Regions from separate parts of the Pogona vitticeps genome. Here region 1 is linked to region 2. The links are chromatin contacts, called in public Hi-C maps. All regions are on one chromosome and are shown on one strand. Each heading gives the region's core, a stretch centred on a gene start, on an enhancer-like site or on the middle of the called end of the contact. The rest is flanking DNA. Distances are from core to core; before and after follow the strand shown.

Region 1 (3,907 bases), core at 1,102-3,601, 160 kb before region 2:
GCCTGAAAGATTACCAGATCACATGTTAGCAAAAGAAAAGGGAGTGGGACAGGAAGAAGGAGACAATATTTTAAAACAGTGGTCCCCAACCTGGGGTCCCCAGATGTTCTTGGACTACAGCTCCTAGAAATCCTGCCCCAGCACAGCTAGTGGTGAAGGCTTCTGGGGGTTTTAATCCAAGAACATCTGGGGACCCAAGGTTGGGTTTCAAAGGGCTCTCGTCTTCTGAGGACCATCTCTCTCTACTTTCCAGAGTGTTTGCCTCCACAGAGTAGGAAATAGGAAATCATTTTGGAGTGCTCTCTGCCTAGGAAACCCTTGACCCTTGTTCTACTACTGGTTTCATAGCAGTCAGACACTTTCCATGCTCTTGAAGATGAGCTGCCTGTCCCCAGCGCTCTTTTTGGCTCGGGATGCAACACCTCCCTTGGTCTCCTTTGTATAAACATGAAAGAGGAAACTGCCACCAGTTCTTAAAATAGCAGATATAGCTTGCTTGCACACATTACCTTCAATGCCTCCGTTCTCCAGTCAGAACAGCTACTTGGATTCAGAAGCTACAGTGGCAGCAGGAGACTACACAGTGCCCAAAGGGTGGCAGAATGACCATCAGTGGCATAAGGGCTGACATCTTGTTGCTTAGCACACTAGAGTAGGCCCATCAAATCAGTGAGGATTTGATAAGTCAACTCCTCTATAAGTTCCATTGATTCAAATGGGCCAACTCTAGTTCTGACCTATGCTGAGTAGGCCCATTTTAACCAACAGAATTTGTGGAGGAATTTATTCACCAAGCAGCTTTGAGTCATTAGGTGCAACTACTCTGGTGCAACTGAGGATGTGAAGGTACATGATTTCATCCAGTGCCAGTCAGGTGTACATGCTCTGAGATTAATGCTTATTAAATCTTGCTGTGATCAGGTCTACTTGAGAAACATGTTATAAATACAGTATAATAAATACCTTTGGTTTTAATAGGAGGGAGCTTGACATAACAGCCTGCCTCACATAAAAGTGTGCTATAAAATAGGGTGTAATGTGATCCTTGCTGTTTTGAGGAACCAGAAATGAACATCTGGCACTTGGGGTGCAAATGATGTGAACTGAACTATCCCTGGGCTTAACTGCAAATATTGGAATAGTAGGAGGGTTTCACAGGCAATTTGATGAAGCTAGTGAGGCCACTTCAGAATAGTGGGGCTGGTATATAGGTTCAGAGGATTATAGCTTATTCCTATGAAAGTGGCCTTTAGCACCTTCAGATCAAGAAAGTACAGCTATGAGTAAAACCAGATAAACCAGTGATAAGAATCAGGCCAGAGTCTAATTTTAATCTCTGTAACACTAGTTCTGTACACACTCATTTATTATAATGACCCTTAATTAGTTTTTTTTACTGCCTATTTCTTGTAGATCTGTTTCACTAAAAATGGACAACCATTTCCTTACCCTGAATTGAATGCCAGGACAGCACATACATATCCAGGGTATAGGCTGCTTGTGGGCCACAGGAGTAGCAAAACTGTCTCAAGCAAACACCCAACAAGTATTTATCTGTATCTCTTTCACCCACCATTGCAGCCTGAAAAATGTATCAGGAAATCCACACAGTCCTCACCTTTGTAGAAAATGGAGGGCCTTACTATGATTCAGAAAAGCAATTCCACCCACTCTTTAATTTACAGTGCACGCACGCTCACCAAATAAATATATATATAAAAGCCAAAACACACAAACAACTCTCTCGGTGTCAATCAAGAGGTAAAATTACGGTCCTCAGGATGCTAGTCATTCTGCTGCTCAGCGTCCAGCTATTAAGAAAGCCATGATTTTGACACCCAGTTCCAGGAATGATTATAATGGGTGTGCCAGTTCCAGCCAAACAAAGCATTATTTCTTTAAAAAGGAATTTAGCCTCCAGCTTTAAAACAAACTCCTGTACATATTTACTAGTTCATAGGAAGTTCCATTCCCGTCCCTAAGACTTAACCTTGGCGTTAGGGTCCCCAGCATAAGGTGATGAAGGAAAAAAAAAACCCGGCGCACTCGAAAGAAGGCTGAACAATATTCCCGTGGTCAACTCTATCTTTTTTTTTTTTTTTTTTTTGTCTTATGTGCTCTTTTAAAGTCTTATCGTGAGCCATCTAGCGGTCACCCCGGGGAACGACCTGGTTCCTCCCCCCCCCCCCGCTACGTCCTCTCTATGATGGCCTGAGGCTTTTCTCTATGATCGAGAAGGGATGGGCATTCCTCAGTCTCCTCCTATCCTGTCAGTTTAAGGGCTGGGCGTTGTGGGATAAGCGCGGACTCGGTGGCGAGTCAGTGCTGCCAGCAGCCAGGCGGAGGTGGAGGTGGTGGTGGTGGTGGTGGTGGTGGTGATACTGGAGCTGGAAGAGGCAAAGGAAGAAGAAAGAGAAGGACAGACAGGGGGAAAGTAGGAAGAGAGGGGCAGTGCCCCCCCTCCCCGCCCTGGGGGCATCATGCCAACTGCCACAGCAAAAGTGGCAACACGGTTGGCCCAGGGGGTCACGGCCAAAAGGGCAGCCGTGGCATTGCTGGTGGCAGCGTATGGCGCCAAGAAGCTGTACCCCATCTTGCGGCGGCAGTGGGCGAGCTCAGACCTCCGGGTCAACTCTAACCCAACGAGACCCCCTCACCCTGGTGAGCCGTCGGCCAAATGGGGGGCCCTAGAAGAGGCGGCCGCATCGCAGCCTGGGGTCAACAAGGTGTTCTTCCTTCGCCTCTTGCGCCTCCTGCGGCTGCTGTTCCCTGGGCTGCTGTGCCAGGAGACCGGACTCCTGGCCTTGCACTCAGCTGCCCTCGCCAGCCGCACCTTCCTCTCCGTCTATGTGGCCCAGCTCGATGGGCGCTTGGCCCGCTGCATCGTCCGCAAGAACCCACGAGACTTTGCATGGCAGCTTTTCAAGTGGCTGCTCATCGCCCTCCCAGCCACCTTTGTCAACAGTGCCATTCGCTACCTGGAGGGGCAGCTGAGCCTGGCCTTCCGTGGGCGGTTAGTGGACCATGCCTATCAGCTGTACTTTGAGGGCCAGACCTATTACCGGGTCAGCAACATGGACGGACGCCTGCGCAACCCAGACCAGTCTCTCACGGAAGATCTGGTGGCCTTTGCAAGCTCTGTGGCCCACCTCTATTCGAACCTGACCAAGCCCGTGCTTGATCTCATTGTGACTTCCTATACCCTTGTCAGTTCAGCCAGATCCAAAGGGGCTGACACAGCCTGGCCCTCAGTAATCGCCGGGCTAGCGGTCGGCATCACTGCCAAGGTGTTGCGTGCCTGTTCGCCAAAGTTTGGACAGCTGGTGGCCGAGGAAGCCCGCCGGAAAGGAGAGCTGCGGTACATGCATTCCCGAGTGGTGGCCAACTCTGAAGAGATTGCCTTCTATGGAGGTCACAAGGTAAACTGAGCGGTGCGGGATACCAAGGTGTTTGAGGACAAAGGTAGGGTTGTCATTGGTGGGTTGCCAGGATGACTTCGGGGCTTCGAAGTACAGAGCTATAGTGTGGATGTGGAACTATCGGGGAAATCAAGAAGGGTGTTTGTGTTTTTTTACTCTCCGCTCTCCCTTTGTCTTGCCAGTTCCTCTCTATTTTTTAAAAATAACTAAATTATTATAATGGGGGCCACTGGTCTTTACTAAGAGTCGCCAGGTTGAATTGAAACTGATTCCAAAGAAGTTACATGAGCCGGTACCTTTGTTTACTCCTTGTTGCTTTGTAGTCCTTTTCCTTGAATCTGCCCTGCGCAAAGGAGCGGCCTTGACCTGTATTTACCCAGCTTGGAATCTCTAATTGTTTAGTAACTAGCTCCCACTCTGGTAGCAGCTTCCTGATTTCTTGTTGAAACCCTCTTTGGTTTCTGTTGCTCATGCCTGACTTCTGCCTG
Region 2 (3,770 bases), core at 1,063-3,562:
ACATGTCCCTGCTAATCCATAGGTTCTTTAGCAGAAAAGCAGGGGGGGAAATTCATTGGAAGGTCTCACAGGATGTTGCACAATGCATGGAAAAATTTATAGTGATGGATTTTAAAAAGCCATTTGAGGAAATCCCTACTTCTCCCCAGACTCTGGAATGCACTACCTGCAGCCTCTATCAAACCCGCAGCAACTTGTGGCACCAACAGTACCACCAAGACTAACCTACACTCCTTTGGCACAAGAGTCCCTTCCAGTTCTTCCTCAGAAAATATATTTTTTTTCACTGATTTATATCAAAATGCATGTGCTCGGCCTCTTTATTTGGGCCTGCAGCTTTTAAGTCAAACCTATTTCTCACCCTCAGTACAGAAACCATTGACATGAAATACAGAACCAGCCATCCCCCTTCCTATCCAACTTGGAATTTTTGCACCCACATAAAAAATAAATAAAAAAGACAGATGAACCAAGTGGTTCTGCCCCCCCAAGCTGAAACTTCATTGACATACTACTTACAATGATCTGTTGCTGTAGGCGATGTGACAGGAACATATATGAGGGAAGAGAGAAGAAAAAAAGGAAACTTTAGACAGAAACATAGAAAATGCAGCCTTAACCAAAAGGACATCTACTTAAACCACCCATGTGACATTGTATTAGAACCTGATTTTACAGCCTCTTCCATCCAAAGGGTAGAAGAGTAGGTAGCAGTTTGGTCATATAAAACAAAGAACTTGCAAGCAGGGAAGTGGTGGAAAGGTCAGACCTTATTTGAGTAAATGAGACAACTGCTTCATAGAGCATATACAGAGGGCAGCAAAAGGAGCCTCCCAGCTCTTCCAACTAGACTTCCCCGATGCTCCTCCTCTACTGAACGAGGGTGCTGTATGTGCCAAAGAAAAATGTCCTGATTTCCCCCCAACTAGCCTGCTTCCTGAGGAAAATCACCTTCATGATCACATTACCTCTCATGCCAGATAAGTAGGCTGCCTTGCCTTTTGCCTCAGGCAGCAAAATGTTGTTAAGTTTGGGCCAGGGATGATGGCAGTAATACAGCACAGGACACCAGAACTACCCTACATTATTTTTCCAGGGCAAAGGACAAGTGTTAGTTATACAAACCGAAGCCACATTCCTGCGGTTGCCATCTGCTAGAGGTTGCACCTGTGAGGAAAACGAGAAACAAAGCACGTGCTAGATTTTAAAATAATAAGGAATCCGGAAATCATTGTTTTAGAAAAGTGTGTGGAATTCAGCTGAGACTAAGCAAGCCCTGGGCTAGGGAATGTGAGGTCCCTCAGAGGTTGTTCAAATACCATTCCCATCTGTCCTAACCTGCATAGCCAATGGTAGGGATGGGTGGGAGTTGTAGTCCAGCAACATTTGGCATTCCCCCACATTCCCAAGCCATGAACATGGTCTAGTAAATTCCCAATTCCACCACATCCTAAAAGGAAGACCACCATTTTGTATTTCCAATGGACCCTTTATGCATTTCTACAGAAAAACACGTGATTTTCTTTCCACTCTGCATGGAACAGGAGTTTTAATATCACTGGAAAATTAATCAGCTGAATGTGTTATTGGTACAGAAAAAAATTAAGCCACAGGAAAGCTTGCAGATGTCACAGAAGTATAGAAGGAAGAGGCATCCAGGTAGCAACCTGGGCTGGGGTAGGAAACGTGTGGCCCTCCAGATGCTGTTGGGACTGCAAACCCCATCGCCTCTAGCCGGCATAACCAACGCTGGAGGATGATGGGAGCTGCGGCTCCCAAGCCCTCAGCCACTGGAGCCTGAGGGTCAAACGCTCCCCAAGGAACCAGACTGCTCAACGCCGACCCTTGTTAGCTCAAAACTTTCAGTCACGCCTACTCAAGCTGTTGTCCAACCAAAGGCATTTCTAACACCACTAATCCCGCCCACATCCAAAATGGCACACCCTCGACGCACCGCCAAGCCAATGGGAAAACGCTTTTGCTCACTTCGGCCCACCTACAAATGGCTTCTTAGCCAATCAAAAGCACCATAGACGGGGTTGTTTTCCCCCTCTTCCTCTGCCCCCACAAAAGGAAACCCACGCCTCCTCCTTTTTTTCCCCTTCGTCACAGAGGTCAACAACATCGCAACCACAACAGGTCCTCTCTACTCACCGAGCGAGGGGCCAGCAAGACCGGCCTCCAAAGCCGCCTAGTAGTAATACTCCAAACCACGGAGCCTGCCATCCTTGAGGCGCCTTTGCGGGAGGGGAGGGGGGTCTGCGCGTGGAATCCGGGAAAGCTGATCCAAGCACCGCGAGACTGGGCATGAAATCTCGCGAGAGGGGAGCCCGCGCGTGCAGAAGAAGGCACTTCCTACCTAGGTTTCCTATTCCGTAGGAAGGAGAGGATGTTCGGAGGAAGTCTTAGGAAGGTCTTACAGGTTAAAAACAAAATAAAAGTAAAACGTACAAATACAAATAAAAAAGACGAAGACGTCTTAATCTTAAATGACAGTTAATGAGGCATCATTCGACAGCTCTGCTTTTTCTGTTTGTTACAGCCGGCTTCACTCCCTATTGATGATTGTCCCGGTGATGCACTTGATTTCTGCCCCAGAGAGGTTGCCTGAGGCTGTAAAGATCAAAATCCCTTCTGCAAGAAAGTTCAGAGGTTTTGAGCAGTGAGCCTCTGTGTGCATGAGTAGTTTGTTTGACTGAAAGGGACCCTTTCTGGACTGAAGTAATTACAGTATCTGTTTAGCACTAACCAATCATTATTTCCAGACTTTGAATTCAGAAAGAGCCCTGCCTTTCTACTGAACAGGGCCAGATTTAGACCGTGGGGGACCCCATGGCATTTCAGATTCAGTGGGTCCATCATACACAGGAATTACTGTAAAATGCATGCAAATCACCACATTTACACATCAAACACCATTTATTGCACATCATTGGCTATTATACGTACAATTATTAAATTAATTCTATAGGTGAAGTAAATGTTCACTTAACACAAACCAGCTCATTGCTTCCCTTCTCAACCACTTTGCCCTTCTCTTTTCATGTTCACTACTAGCACATTTGGAAGTTTCATTCCCAGCATCTCCCAGAATGAAGGTTCCTGAGAAAGCAAGGGTTGATCCTGGATATCTGGGCTGGGCTGAGGAGGCATCCCCTTGTTTTTCCCACCAGGAGGACCAAGGACCAGAGATGGCCTCCCAAGTAGCCAGCCTCCAGGTACCTTCAGGTCTCTTGTCTCTGTTTGAAAGGTGGAGACTTTCCAGATCTGGATCTATCCCATATCACATTCCATGCATTAGGGAAGATCCATTATTAGAGGGTGTGACTTGTTTTTGAAAAAAAAGCCTGCTGATTTCTGCGGCCCACATTGAACACCCTTAGTCAGGTCTAACCCACCTAGTGGTCTAGTCTTGAAGAAAGGTGCAACTGTCTTTCCAGCCTTTTGACGGGGAATGGGAGGGAACCTCATCTTGTTCTTTCTGACATTCTTTATGTCAGCCTGAGATGTGCACAGAAACACAATAGTCATAAAGCACATGATGGTGTGCTTCCTGCCAATACCTGGGATCAGTGCAAAGAGGCAGATCCCAAATAAAAATGTGACTCCATGAGGATCCATGGCTTGGATCTATGTCTTTCTCCTACTCCAAAGCCATACACTGGACCCATAATTTCTGTGTTGTAGGCTGTGGGCGTAGATTGATAGTGGCTTCAGGATGATCTTACATCAAAATCATTTGGACCCTTGAGGAATTCTGCTACAGATCC

What was found. Hi-C and Micro-C count contacts between places; a contact is called where the count stands out from the background.
Region 1: a Hi-C map of blood shows a contact between it and region 2, with 5 times the contacts expected there. The contact joins the promoter of ABCD1 here to the promoter of IDH3G in region 2. A contact is called at or near these places in 2 of 2 Hi-C or Micro-C datasets (blood and muscle).

Annotation. Positions count from the first base shown.
Region 1 is chr2:178,261,077-178,264,983 of PviZW2.1, reverse strand. ABCD1 (ATP binding cassette subfamily D member 1) reads left to right here and starts at 2,351. Exons shown (of 10, transcript XM_020792957.3): 1 at 2,351-3,419. The coding sequence starts at 2,481.
Region 2 is chr2:178,096,511-178,100,280 of PviZW2.1, reverse strand. It overlaps IDH3G (isocitrate dehydrogenase (NAD(+)) 3 non-catalytic subunit gamma), which reads right to left and starts at 2,312. Exons shown (of 14, transcript XM_072991423.2): 1 at 2,155-2,312; 2 at 1,126-1,167; 3 at 520-531. The coding sequence starts at 2,226.